2 separate regions of the Arachis hypogaea genome follow, and region 2 is linked to region 1. The links are chromatin contacts, called in public Hi-C maps. All regions are on one chromosome and are shown on one strand. Each heading gives the region's core, a stretch centred on a gene start, on an enhancer-like site or on the middle of the called end of the contact. The rest is flanking DNA. Distances are from core to core; before and after follow the strand shown. Region 1 has its middle 4.7 kb from the start of LOC112775076. Region 2 has its middle 29 kb from the start of LOC112775354.

Region 1 (7,006 bases), core at 2,890-5,389:
ACTGTATGTATATTGGTGGTTGGATGTCAATGTTTTGGATATATAGTCCTTCAAAAAAATTTTATTGTGCACCAAAATTTAAGTATTGTACACCAAATTTTACGTGCTATATACTAAAATTTTTATGTTGTGCATATTTTTGTTGGTTAGATATCAATGTTCTAGGCATGTGATTTTTTTAAAAAATTCTGTGTTGTGCATCAAAATTTATATGGTGTGAATCAAAATTTATGTACTCTAGTTTTCTAAATATATATAAAAAAGAAGAAAATAAAAAAGATGACAACAACAATAATAATGATGATGATGAAGGAGAATGAGAAGAAAAAAATCAAACAAAAAAGAAGAAGACAGCAACGATAATAAAAGAGAAGAAAGAAGTGGAGAAGAAAGAAGAAGAAGGAACAACAACAACCATAATATATATGTACATACAATTGAAGAAGCGTGTTGTAATTTAATTGAGTACACAGTTTAAAAAAACTTAAATGCCTACTTTTATTGATAATTATATTTGTATTTGATCTCATGAATTAAATTCTCTTATATTTTTTTAGGCTAAGAAATATTTGCTATTTTATTTTAATTAAAGAAAAAATTATTTACACACAAAAAAGTTATGAAACAAATTAATTTTATTCAATACAATATTTTCTATTTAATGCATTATTATAATGTAAGATAATCATGCATGTAATTTTGGGATTTTTTTAAATAAATAAAATAAATATTATAATCACTGATATATTTATTTTGTAGAGTATTTACGTTTTTTCACACTAAACCTTATCGGATACGCACACTTCTCCACGTATCTCGTTTATAAACGAGATATTGCCATATTTGAGATAAGTGTTAACTCAGCTCGTTGACACAATAAACGAGATATAATAGAACAAAAATCAACCATCTATAAAAGGATCAACAAACCATTGGTATTCTTCACAAAATTATCAATTTTTCCTTCTCTTCTCTTTTTCTTTCCAGAACATCAAAAAAATGTCTAGTGACAGTGATTTTTTTGTTGTGATGGTTTATCCCAACTGTTAGATGAGAAACAGTGACAGCGGAATGATATTTGAGTGCGAGAGTCCAGCGCTGTTTCGATGTCAAAGAGCAAATTCGTTGTCGGAGCTAAAAAGTATGATATTGACGCACGTCGGTGGTGCGGGGAGAAAAGAGGTTGGTCGAGTTGGGTATAGGATGCTAGCACCGATGGAGAATGGGGTGTTTTCGATTTCATCTGTTTTGGCTCGATGACGATGAGTATGTGCGCCTTATGTTTGATATGCACAAGAAAATTATGGTTGAACAAGTGATGAAACTTTCAACGGAGGTTCATGACGTTAGTGGTGGTGGTAGTGGTACCTCGAACTTTGTATCGGATGATCCTCCTCTCGTACCAAGTCTGTTGCATTGTGCTAGTCCAGTGCAGGACATGGAAGTTGAGGGGGAGAAATCGGACGAATAGTACATTGCTGATAGTGACGAAAGTGGTTCATCTGAGGATGACGACGAAGATGAGTTCATACTAGAGACTCTCGTTGGGCCCTCACGTCGATACCTTTTGCCTACTCCAAAACCAATTCTAGAGTTATCATTTATGCCCAGCCACTACCACACAATGGACTTGCATGCGATGCATAAAGAAACTCTGTACTCGAACACGGGGGCCGACGATTACAACACGGATGGTGGTGTGGAGTTTAGGGTTGGTCACAAATTCAAGAGTAGAGAGGCAATGCTACAAGGCATGAAGAATTACAGCATTCAGCAAAGTGCAGATTATCGAGTAGTGGAGTTGGACCGGCTAAATTACCACGTACGATGCCGACAATTCACTAATGGTTGTCCTTGGACCCTCTGTGTCGCCCTCTGACAGAATCTCAAATATTAGTGAGTGTTATCGAATTTTACTTTGTTGTTAAAATCGTTATTGTTATTTTGGTTAGATTTTAATTTAATGATACTTAAAATCGTTAGGGAGGTGCGTAAATTTGGCGGACCACATACGTGTCTAGCCTCACCATGTCGCATGATCATCAATAGTTGGATTGCCACCTCATATGCAGACTCATCTTGCCACTCATACAGTCAAGTCCATCAGTTTCCATTCCTATTTTACAAAGTACAGTGAAGAAGAGCTATCAATTCAAGCCATCGTATAGGAAGGTTTGGATGGCAAAACAAAAGGCAATTGCTCAGATATATGGTGATTGGGAGGAGTCATAGAACAGGGTGCCACAGTTGCTCCAGGCATTGTAGAGTTATTGTCCAGGCACGATATGTGACTTTAGTGTAGTGTCGTACTATGATGGACACCTAATAGTTCCAGAGTGCAGTCAGTTTGATAAGATTTTCTGGTCGTACCCTTCATGCATTGAAACTTTCAAGCATTGCAAGTCGTTCGTATCGGTAGACGGCATGCGCTTGTACAGCAAGTATGGAGGGGTGTTGCTAATTGCAGTTGCCCAAGATAGTAACAGTAACATCCTCCCTGTGGCTTTCGCCATTGTTGAGTCTGAGAGTACGGAGTCATGTCACACCGCTGGAAGGGCTTCTCATTATATCTAACAGATCCCAAGCAATCAAGGCTGCACTTAGAGTTGATGATAGCCTATGGAAGCCTCTTAGGGAGTTTCATGCATATTGTGTCAGGCACATTGCTGCGAACTTCATGTCTCGGTTCAAGTCAGCGGAGGACAAGCGATATCTCATTAATGCTGCCTACAGTCCTAGCAGTGCTAGCTACGAGATGTACATGGATGCTCTGAGGACGCTATCGCGTGAGATGGCTGACTGGACCGAGAAATTTAATAAGGAAATATGGATGCAACATTGTGATGGTGGACGTCATTTGGTCACATGACAACTAACCTATCCGAGTGCATCAACACAATGCTGAAGGGAAGAAGATATCTACCCATTTCAGCTATAGTGAGATGCACCTACGAGAGGTTGCAGCAATTTTTTGTCTGTAAGGGTAAGGAAGCGCATGCTCAGTTGGCAGCGGGTAACCAGTTTTCACAGTGGCTGCAGGCTGCGGTTGAAAAGAATAGCGAAGGAATCCAGAAAGTTTGGGTTACATATTGCGATAGGATGGCTTCGATATTTGTGGTTGAAGAATTAGAGCTGTTTGAAAGGTGGAGTCAGGGTTCACTTCGTGTTCGATTGAGGGAGGGGTCATGTGATAGCAGGCTTTTTCAGTCACTTCATTTCCCCTGTCGTCATGCACTTGCATCTTATGCAGTCGCCAGCGTCGAGTGGGGTCCATATGTTCATCTAGTCTACCTACATGAGTCTGTCTTCAAGGTTTACAACTTGGAGTTTCCGACTATCTCTGACGAGAAGCTCTGGCTAGAGTGGCACGGTACACGTTTGCGCCCGAATCCAGCCATGCCTAGGAAGGCAACCGGTAGACTAGTTTCTACCAAGTTTTGCAGCAACATGGACGAGATAGAGCATCAAGAGAAACAGTGCGGGTTATGCCGACAACTCGGTCATACTCGAAGGGGTTGTCTGAATCAACCTACAGATGATATTTAGCAGTTGTTAAATTTGTTGTTGTTTTCATTTGTACTAGAAAGCGTGTTATTCAATAGTGGATCCATTATGGTTTTACAATGTGTTATATTTAGATTCGAAATGACATATTTTCTACCTTATACCGATAATTTGCATACATAACGGAGCCCAAAAAGGAGAATATGTAAATAAATTCAGCAACTAATATGCATAGATAGAACACAAACAAAAGGATTACAACATCACTAGAGTAAACATACATCATAAACTACTAAAGTACAGAACAACATAACAAACATACATCATAAACTACTAAAATACTAAACTAATGTAACAACATAGACTGCGTCAACGTTGCTAGTCCCCATGGTAATGAAGATGCTCTCCAGTGCCACAAGGTGGAGGTCGTGTCTGACGAGTAGGTCTGCGAGCACGCAGGTTTTGGGGAGCTGGTGGTGGTGGAAGGGCCACTGCATGTGACAGGGGTAGAGGGGGTTGAGGATGGTACGGGTATGACTGGTTAGGGACCTGTGCCTGAAAGCGTGGTGTGGGTGGTCGATACCGTGGTGGAGGAGGCACCCACATGAGGGCGTCATTAATCGGCTGTAGTTTGTGGAAGGCGGTGTGGCATACTGAATCCCGAGCCAATAACCTGGACCATGGGAGGAGCCTGCACTAGGAGACATTTGAGGCACCCAAACTGATGTCATAGCAGGTGGAGTAGAGAAAGGAACCCCATATGCGGCACCATGCTCTCTCGCTATGTGGAACTGCTCTGCAATCGGAGTATGGTCTGCGGGTCAGCGCTACGAACCTGAAAGACCTCCGAGAACTAGATCTCATCCACCATCGACCTCTCCTGCTGATTGGCTGATGCACCGAGGTCAACCCAGCCCAGAGGAGTAGTGAACTGGTCGTCATGGTCAAAATGGCTAACTGGTAGTGGTGGTGGTGACAATGGTGGTGACTCATTGGCATCATGGGGTATGTCGCCATAATCCTCGTGCCAATCAAACTCCACCTCCTCCTCAGACTCCACGTCCAACCTCTGCCTGTAGGGTCTGGCTCGCTCTCGTCAAGGCCCTGCAACTCCTCCTCTAGAATCCCTTGCCCCCCTCTCCCTCTGGCCAGGCCTCCGGGTGTTTGGACAAACCTCCCTAGCATGCCTACGATGATTAGGAACATTTGGTGGAAGTTTCAGGACCTCCCTGGGCATACTAGGCATGGGCTGGACATCATCAGGGAGTGTCGAAAGTCTAGGATCATCGAGTACATCCTCTCCGACACAGATGTCTGACCTGGCAGGTCCACTAGTACCAGTCCCATTACTCTAGTGTCGGCCTGTCGTCGGCAATGGGCTGAATGGTGATCATGTGGCCCACCTCAAACCGAGCTTTGAACGCGCCGTACCACTCCCGAAGCTTTGTAGGCCACCATACATCCTCTCCTCGTCCAATAATGGTGAGAAACCTGTTGACATTAACCGGGTTGACTGGCACCGTCTGCTCACCTCCGAATTGGCGCTTCACCCGATCGGATTGGTGAAACTCCACAATGTTGAAGCACACAAATGGAATGACAGACAACCAAGTCCTCCACTCACCAGTAGACCTCACCCAGTCCGGAGTAATGTCCTGTAGCCAAGGGTCAGCGTACGGCGTCCAAGGAAGCTACAATACACAGCATTATATTGGCGTCAGAAGCAATTCACTACATAATTATGGAAACGTGTGACATTTAACAAAGTAAAGCACAATAGTATACCTCGTCTAAAGCGAGCCGATCTAACGACGTACTCCATCGAAGGACCCTTTGTGCATGGTAGTCCCTAATCTGCTGGGACATCCCTATAAACTTGTTAATAGACGAAGAAGTTGAGTTGTGTTAATCCATGCAGGTAAAACTTGATAAATAGAAATCGACAAAATCTCAAAACGAAAACAGTTACCTCACTACTAGTGGAAAGGTCGGAATATTCATGTCCTCAGGACACCATTGTGGAAACATGTGGTATATCCACGACATGAGCAGCGGTGTGCAGTCAGCTATGTCCGTCGTATCACGATGTTTTGCATGGCACAAGGAATGGTACGTCCATGCAAGCACAGCGGACCCCATGAAAGACCGCTGCACCTCTCAAAGTCCGCCAACAATGGCAACCACCTGATGTGTACCTGATTGTTGGACTTGTTGGTCATCAGGTAACCACCGATTAGCAGCATGATATAGCACCTGGTGTACTGTCGGAGGGTGACCGGATTGGTGGTCGCTAGCATGTGCTGGGCTCGGTCCCTGAGCCAAGTCATCTTGATGCTGAACGACTCCTTTCTCTACGCACCCTGCTGCGCTGGAAGGGGCGGTCTGGCACCTAGGAGCTCCTCCATGTACTCTCATGTCGTCCGCTGGTGCGAAATCTGAAAGTCACGCTAGCACCCATTCACTGGCTCTTCGTTTGTGCATAACCCAAGGTGGTACGCAACATCCTGTAGGGTGATGGTGCACTCATCCCATGGCAGGTGGGAAGTTTAGGTCTCCGGACGCTACTGTTCCACGAATGCAGTGATCAGAGAGTTGTCAAATACAAAGTCTCTGAGCTGTACTATGTCGCCAAACCTAGCTTCCCTCAAGCAAGGGACGATGGCGTCCGGGGATGCAAGTGTGTGACTAACCCGCCTAGGCAATAAAAGGCGAAGCCTCTGTTTAAAAGTCAAAATTTTATAAATACAAAACTTCAAACTAACTTCTCTAGCATGTTCAAAACTATTCTAAAAAATATAATGTGCAACTCAGATAAACATTAGAACATAATAAACAGCATAAAAAAACAATACTTAAAATTCCTTCCCGAATTCAAAACAATAAAAGTAACTACTAAAACTTTTAAATCAACGAATCAACTCAAACTAAGTAGTTATTTAGCCTTCACTACTAATATAAACTTCACTATGAATAAACTTAAATACTTATAAATGTCTTAATCCCTATTTGCCAACTAACATACTCTGTGTTACCTAAATATCATTCAATCTATTCCGTATATTCACTAATTAAATCGCAAATAATTATTAATTTGACCGATAAAAGATAACACCAACTTCAAAGTCGATAACTCCTGCAATGTGCCAGCTAGCATTCAGGCGATTGATGTCAGGATTATGTGCCATAACTTCCCGAAAACTCAGAAAGATCAATAAAATGGCCTAAGATAGAGAGAAATGTGAGAAATGTGGGTTAGGAGTGGGGTCAAAGTTGCTGTCAACGAGTTGTATTTATAAACGCCAACGTACTTTATCTCGTTTGCACTGTAAATGAGATATGTGGAGGGACGTGCGTGTTTTATCTCGTTTACAATGTAAAGGAAATATGACTATACTTATTTCGTTTACACTGTAAACGAGATAAGACTTGGTGTGAAAAAATATAAATATTCTAAAAAGTACATAACAGTAATTATAATATTTATTTTAAAAAAATCCTACAA
Region 2 (7,006 bases), core at 1,236-3,735, 95 kb after region 1:
AGTCCTATATAATATATAAAATATCTAATTTAGATTATTCCACTCGTTGTCGTTGATATCAACGTGAATGTAATTATTATTTGTTAGCTTTGGAAAGTCATTAGTATTATTTTTGGCCATCGTAGGGACATCGAAAAGTGGCTCTTAGAAGATTGTGAGGAAGGCTTTATTCGGTTGGCACTACAACTAATATATATAGTATTTACAAGTTGCTTTAATTTATTAGAAGCTTAAATTGAATCCACAAGGAAAATTCAATTCTTGATATTTTATACTAAGAACTTGGCATTTGTTTTGAATTTGGAGACTCGGCTCTTCACTCTCCCTTGCAATCAAATTAGGAGTAAATAATAATTTTAGCATATATTCAAATAGATCTAACAAATTTTTTATCGGATGTTTTTATTTCTAAAAAAATTTTATTATATTAAAATTTTTTAATTTTATAAAAATAAGACATATAAATTATTTTATCATATTTAATTTGTAAACACAATATAAATCTAACTAAAATAATAATTTATATATTTTACTTGTATAAGGTTCAGAAATTTCAATATAATAAAGTTTTTAAAACAAAAATATTTTGTGCAAAATTTATTAAGAACTATTTGAATACATATTCTAATAGTATAATTAAAAAATTGTTTAAAAAATTAAATACTTTTAAAAAATGAATAAATAAATAAATAAATAAAGGTATTGTTGAAGTTGGGATGGGGAACTGTGAAAGTGAAAAAGTATGGATTGACTTTATTCCGAAACTTCTTGGGCATGCCGTGGCATGTGGGGTACCAAAAACATACCATACGTTATACATGGACATATGGTCCCATATTTCTAGTTTCTACAATTACAATTACAACTTCAATTTCTTCTTGACCCTTACATAAATGCAACTATTTATGGTGATTTGGATTTGTGGAAGCAATTCTTGCCTTCTTAATTGTGCTCCAAGATTTAATTTAAATGCAAAGTGGTGGGGCCATGGAAGAAGAAATCTATGTTCCTCCAATCACCCATTATTATTGGATAAATTGTATATACATTTTCTTGTGACATACTCAAAAGAAATTTATTTGAATTAGAATGTATGGTGTAAGATAAAGAAGGTTTGTCTTTGAATCAAAACCTCATGCATATGGATCAACTATGTGAGGTAAATCATAAATGAGTACGCATATTTGTTTATTTTATCATTATGTATGGATCTGCCTCTGCCATAATCAATTTTCCAAACTAACATAATAATGGAAGACTAAGAATATTGAATGGTAGGTTTAATTTAATTTGTGGGTATAATCATGTTCCGTGACAGAAGAAAGCCAACTAAATACGTAAAACTTCATTAATCAATTTAAGTTGGTCGAATAATTAATATATTTATTTATTTAAATAAATGTTATAAATTCAAATTTTATTTTATATATGTACTAATTTATTAATTAATAATAAACTTTTAATCCACAACAGTTTAATTTTGATATGTCAAAATAATAATTACCAAAAACTATTTTAAAAAAGGATACTCAACATTTGTTGTTCGTTATCATTTTAGATTTTAATTTATAATATATACTATTAAATTATTAATTAATTATTCAAACTTAGCCCAATAAGATTGAAGAATCCTTGTTTCATTCCAGGCTGTATGAACCATATATTTAAAATTCTGCGACTTCGTTATCTTGAGCATTGACCAAATGAAACCATCTTATGCGATTGGAATTATCCCATATCCAATAATATCTTATTGTTATCTTTTTTTTTGTCCAGTGAGTAGAATAATTAATATTAATTTGGAAATAAATGATTTTAAACAAATTATCAATAATACAAATTTAAAAAGAGTTTACTCACTCTTGAATATCCTTCATTTAGTCATTTTACACATCAATAAGCTCAAATCATTTAGAAAATACCTAATTAGTAACTATTTTTTTTGTTAATATTTCTTTATACATTGTTACTAAAATTGTGTATAGAGTAAAATTGAAAACCATTAATGAACGTTACGAAGTGAGACATATTATGAATTAATAAGAGGACGTTACAAACAATGGAATACTACCCGAATAAAATGCTTTGTATATAAATTGACTTCTTAAACACAGAATTAGCTTAATAAAAATTATTTATAATCAGAAAAATCATTCTACGATAAAGATGATTTTGTGCATAGTTTTTTTTTTTTTTTTCAAATGTGAGATTCAAAAATTTTCTTTTGTCTTTTTGGACATGTCATACAAGAAATTGAGTGATAACCTTAACGTTTTTGGAGTGCGAGTGTTATCTTATGTTTCAAATAAGCTATTTTTTGGTTCTATAATGAAGCCAATTTTATGTTTGGATCTTGAATTAAAGGCTCTACCTTTTAACTTTTATTAAAAATTGGGCTCACGAATAACCCATCATTGTGCTACAGAGAAAACACTTATTGGGTCCAATATTTGGGCTTTGTTTATTCTCTCCAGAGAGGCTAATTACCTCATTTTTTCCATCCCACTTTGGGAGCATGGTTTTCCACTTTGTTTAATAGCGGTGGGAGCTGTCGCTGCTACCATTGCTGTTGAGTTCGAATGACCCTGCCGACTTGCCACTGTCACTGCTATATTGCTCTTGGTCTGCCCCGCGCTGCTGTTCTGCCTTGTTTGTCGTCGTTGTCGCTGGCAGAGCTGGTCAGAGCCACCATGCCATCGTTCTCACGTTGCTTCGCTTTATGGGTTGTTCTGCCCCTACTTTATGGATTAAGAAAGAAAGAAACAATGCTTCATTTTTATGGTTTGAGATGTTGAAGAAGATATTGAAGACTTGAAGCAAAGAGAAGGTGGAGAGAGGAAGCGGGAGAAGCAAGGAGGCAATGGCCTTGGGGAGTGGTGGATTTATGGGTGGCAACACTACACTCTACCTGCTCGTGACGAGTAATTACCTGCTTCGGTACGGGACGAGTTTTATGCGGGGTGGAATTTGGGGGGAGGAACAGGACAGAGTCGTGTTTAGCCGTTTAGGGAATATTTGTTCCTACCCGCTCCATTATATATATAATATATATAATATATGTAAAATAATTAGTAAAATAATTTATAATATCGTATCATATTTAAATTTTTATCTTAATTTATGTTATATATACGATGGTTATATAAATTTTAGGGCAAATGACGCATATAAACCAAGTAGAGGGTGGTTTTACACAATTCCACCAAAGATAAAAACGTTACAAGGTTCTACCAAGAGCACTTTTCTTTATAGTTCGAATTAGAGCCACTCGAATTACACATACCATAGTAATTCGAATCATACTGATTTGAATTACATATACACTAACACACAATAATTCGAATCACCCTGATTCGAATCACACATACACACACTAATTCAAAACAGCATCATTCGATCTACTCCAGAATTTCGTGCCCATAGTAATTCGAAACAGGCTGTTTCGAATTACCCCATGTTTTTCCTATATAAAGAGTTCGAAGTAACCTCATTCGAACTACTATTCTAAATCCATGCCCCACCAAATCCCAGAGAAAACGACCCAGTACGACTCCAACAAAGGTTTGAGCAGAATATTTAGCCGATAGGGGATAATCCGGACCGACTTTATCGTTTGGATGGAGTAGCCCATATAGTTGGTGTTATCCACAAAGAGGTTAGTGCGAACTTGTTCTTTTAAAATAGGAGTGAATAAGTTATTTTATTTTTATATATTTTTACCTTTGGTGTGTTAGAATGGTAGTCATTATGTACCGTTGCTAAGTTAGATAGTGGTTTTCTTAGTGAATGATGTTAGTGATTTTGTTAGCGAATGATGTTAGTGATTTTGTTAGTGGTTTTGATAGTGAATGTTGTTAGTGGTTTTGTTAGTGAATGATGTTTTGTTAGTGAATGATGTTAGTGGTTTTTATATTCTCGTACATTCTGTTTGTAGCCCCGATGTATTTCGAGCATGCGACGGCAGCAGGGTATGCGTCTGGACGAGAGGTACGTTCCGTACTTGCAGATGGCCAGCTTATACCATCTTGCGAGGCTGAACGAGAGATGGGATAGAAAAAATGACTAGGACTCCGCATTCTCACCCTCCACGAGTGCAAGTGCAACAGGCAGGATGTTGGAGTTCCCGTCTTGTGCAATCGTAACGAGCAACGTACCCCCGTATTTACCGTACAAGTGGGTCCCGTCAAACTCACCAACGCCTTGCAATGCCGGAATGCCTCAATACATGGTGGGAACGTCCAGAAAATCCGGTGAAAATAGGCTTGCGAGCCGTCCACCTGCCCCCCACTGGAACAAGATTCGTCCTCAGCACTGCAACACTACCAGGCATCGTCAGCTGCACACCTAAGACCCATCGCGGTAGCTCGTTATATGACTCATCCCAATCTCCATAAATATGGGCGATGGCCTTCTACTTGGCCAACCAAACCCTCCTATAAGTCGGCATAAGCCCAAAGTGTGCCTCCGTCGCATTTAGCAGTACCTTGATGCAGACGGATGCATCAGCTTTATAACCATTGGCATGATGAAGGCCGAGATCACATGATAATCAAGACTCTTGTGATCGCTCAAGATCGACGTTGCGAGACAAGTATGAGGTCCCTTGTACCGTTTTACCTTCCAAATACCCTTGCGCTGCCAGAGACTTAGCCTAATCAACCATGTGCACCCGTTCCCAAATTTAGGACACTTCCCAACGTACTTGCGATAATCGGACTCTGTCACTTTGTATTGTACCCCGCATCGGATGCTATACGTCTTCACGCTTAATACAGCCTCCTCTTTATCCTGAAATTGCTGACCAACCTGAAACTCTGTAAGACCTCCAGTACCCTGGGTATCTCTAGCGCCAAATCCAGTGGGTTCCGCAGGAACCCCCTCCTGTGTCATGGCATCCAAGTCCAAAGATGAAAAGTGCCGAGGGTACTGCTGAGTCCCAGAGCTAGAACTACCGCCAGCCCCATTTGGATTACTCGCTGCAATGTCATCGCTACTGTCATCAGCAATGAGGTCAGGCTCCACATCATCATCGCCATCATCATCCAGCAATGCATCACCCATTCCAGCCGATGCCCCACACTATAAAGAAATCGGTACCCTCTCCACGATACCAACCTCTCCGCCACTACTGCAGTTGAGATCAACGGCGAATGACGGAGACACGACAGGCTCGTCCCGAGGTGCATTCACAGGCACAGACAAAGATGCACTAATAGGTCTCGAGCTAGAACCGGCTACCGTGCCTAAAGTTTGGGTATTCTGGTTCGAACCTCCCGAGCTAGATACCACATCAACCAACTTTGCCAACAGCTCAGGTGTCCTGACCTCGGGAAACTGCCGACGACAATGGAACAGGACCTGCAAATCCTCGTCATTCCCTATAATGAAAGAATCGTAGTTCACGTCATCTCTAAGCACTGAGATAAGAATGTGTCAGAATAACTTCTGAACCCGTTTCACGCCTTGCAGCCTAAGTTTCTGTATTATAGAATTCAAGAAGTCATCGAATCTCGTCGTAGGTCTCATAAAAATACTTTGAGGATCTTTATCAGCGAACTTCACACCAGAGCGTGTTTTTCTCTTAATCGACCCTCTATAATGCACCAACACTACAAAACTCTCCTCACTAACCATTTTGTCTCACTCAAATAAACTCAATTCACGTTCACACCATATTTATACATGTATGGGGCTTCCTAATTTGAAACAGCCAATTTCGAATTATATATACATAATTTGAATCAGCTAGATTCGAACTGCCTATCGAATTGCTCACCATATAATTTGAATCAGAGTGATTCGAACTGCCCATGCATAATTTGAATCAGAGTGATTCAAACTGCTCCATGCATGATTCGAATCAGTTCGGTTTGAACTACCTAGCATGCATACTCCCTCATAATTCGAACATCATTGATTCAAATTACTACTGTTTTTAGTTCGAGTCAGATTGATTCGAATTAAATAGAGACATGCTTTTGGTTGATTCATGTCTCATTTTTCGGTTTGGTTGAATCATGTAATATCTCATCCATACTGGCTTAATACTGCGATTTGCCCTAAATTTTAAATTTTATTTTTTGTTGAATTTTAATAATTATAGGAGCGGGACAAATATTCGTAGAGTTAGAATTCAACTTTTTACTATCGTTGATAAGAGTGAAATGGATTTTATGTAAATTATTGTAGGGTGGGACATGATCGAATAAGACAAAAATCCACTCCTATCCGTCTCATTGTCACTCTTCGATGGATTCATGGAGAGACAGAAAAAACAAAAAAAATTATTTTGTTTTTATTTTTCTTAGTTAATAAAAATATTTAAATAATTTTGTTTGTTTTAATTTTTATATTTATTTTAAATTAAATAAAATATTAAGTCATAATTTATTTCTATAGCTTTTACATTAAATATAATAGATATTAAATCTTTATCTCTCAATCTTAATTTTTCTTTCAAACATAGTGATACATATCCATTTTTAATGTGTATAGTCAAATATGGGTCTGTCTAAAATCAACCCAACTCTTTTGAGCTTATCTGATGCACCATTAAATTTGAAGCGTTAAATTTGATTGATAAACGATCTAATGGTTTATATTTAACCTATAAATAACTTATTAAAAATTACACTATAAGAATAAATTTTTTGATATTTTAGATTTGCCCCATAATAAATTTGGAGAGATTCAAGTCATTCAACCATGGAACCCTCGTTTCAGCATAGTTGTCGACAATGAAGAAAATGACTAGTGAGTACCTATTAATCTTCTTCGGTTCTTCCTTTCTCGTTTTCTTTCGTTTTTTCCACTTCCTTTCTCAAAATTCACGATTTTCCATCTTTTTTGTTAAAGAACGATTATGATGGACTCATTTATTTATTACAGTGATATTCGCATGTTAAATTATTAATGAAAACTGATCTTTTGTTAATTATAATAGGTGATTTTGACCCATGGATCCGAGAATGTGAAACCACAAAAGAAGCAAACAGATAGAAATGGA

Evidence for each region. A called contact is a pair of places that touch in the nucleus more often than the background predicts.
Region 2: a Hi-C map of an unstated tissue shows a contact between it and region 1, with 2.5 times the contacts expected there. The contact joins two enhancer-like sites. A contact is called at or near these places in 3 of 8 Hi-C or Micro-C datasets (leaf and an unstated tissue).

Annotation. Positions count from the first base shown.
Region 1 is chr19:139,808,697-139,815,702 of arahy.Tifrunner.gnm2.J5K5, forward strand. No RefSeq gene overlaps it. Among protein-coding and RNA genes, the nearest start is that of LOC112775076, 4.7 kb to the left of the region's middle. Within about 2 kb of position 4,140, at least 1 of the 3 cell types and tissues checked has open chromatin away from gene starts, as enhancers often do.
Region 2 is chr19:139,905,371-139,912,376 of arahy.Tifrunner.gnm2.J5K5, forward strand. No RefSeq gene overlaps it. Among protein-coding and RNA genes, the nearest start is that of LOC112775354, 29 kb to the right of the region's middle. Within about 2 kb of position 2,486, at least 3 of the 3 cell types and tissues checked have open chromatin away from gene starts, as enhancers often do.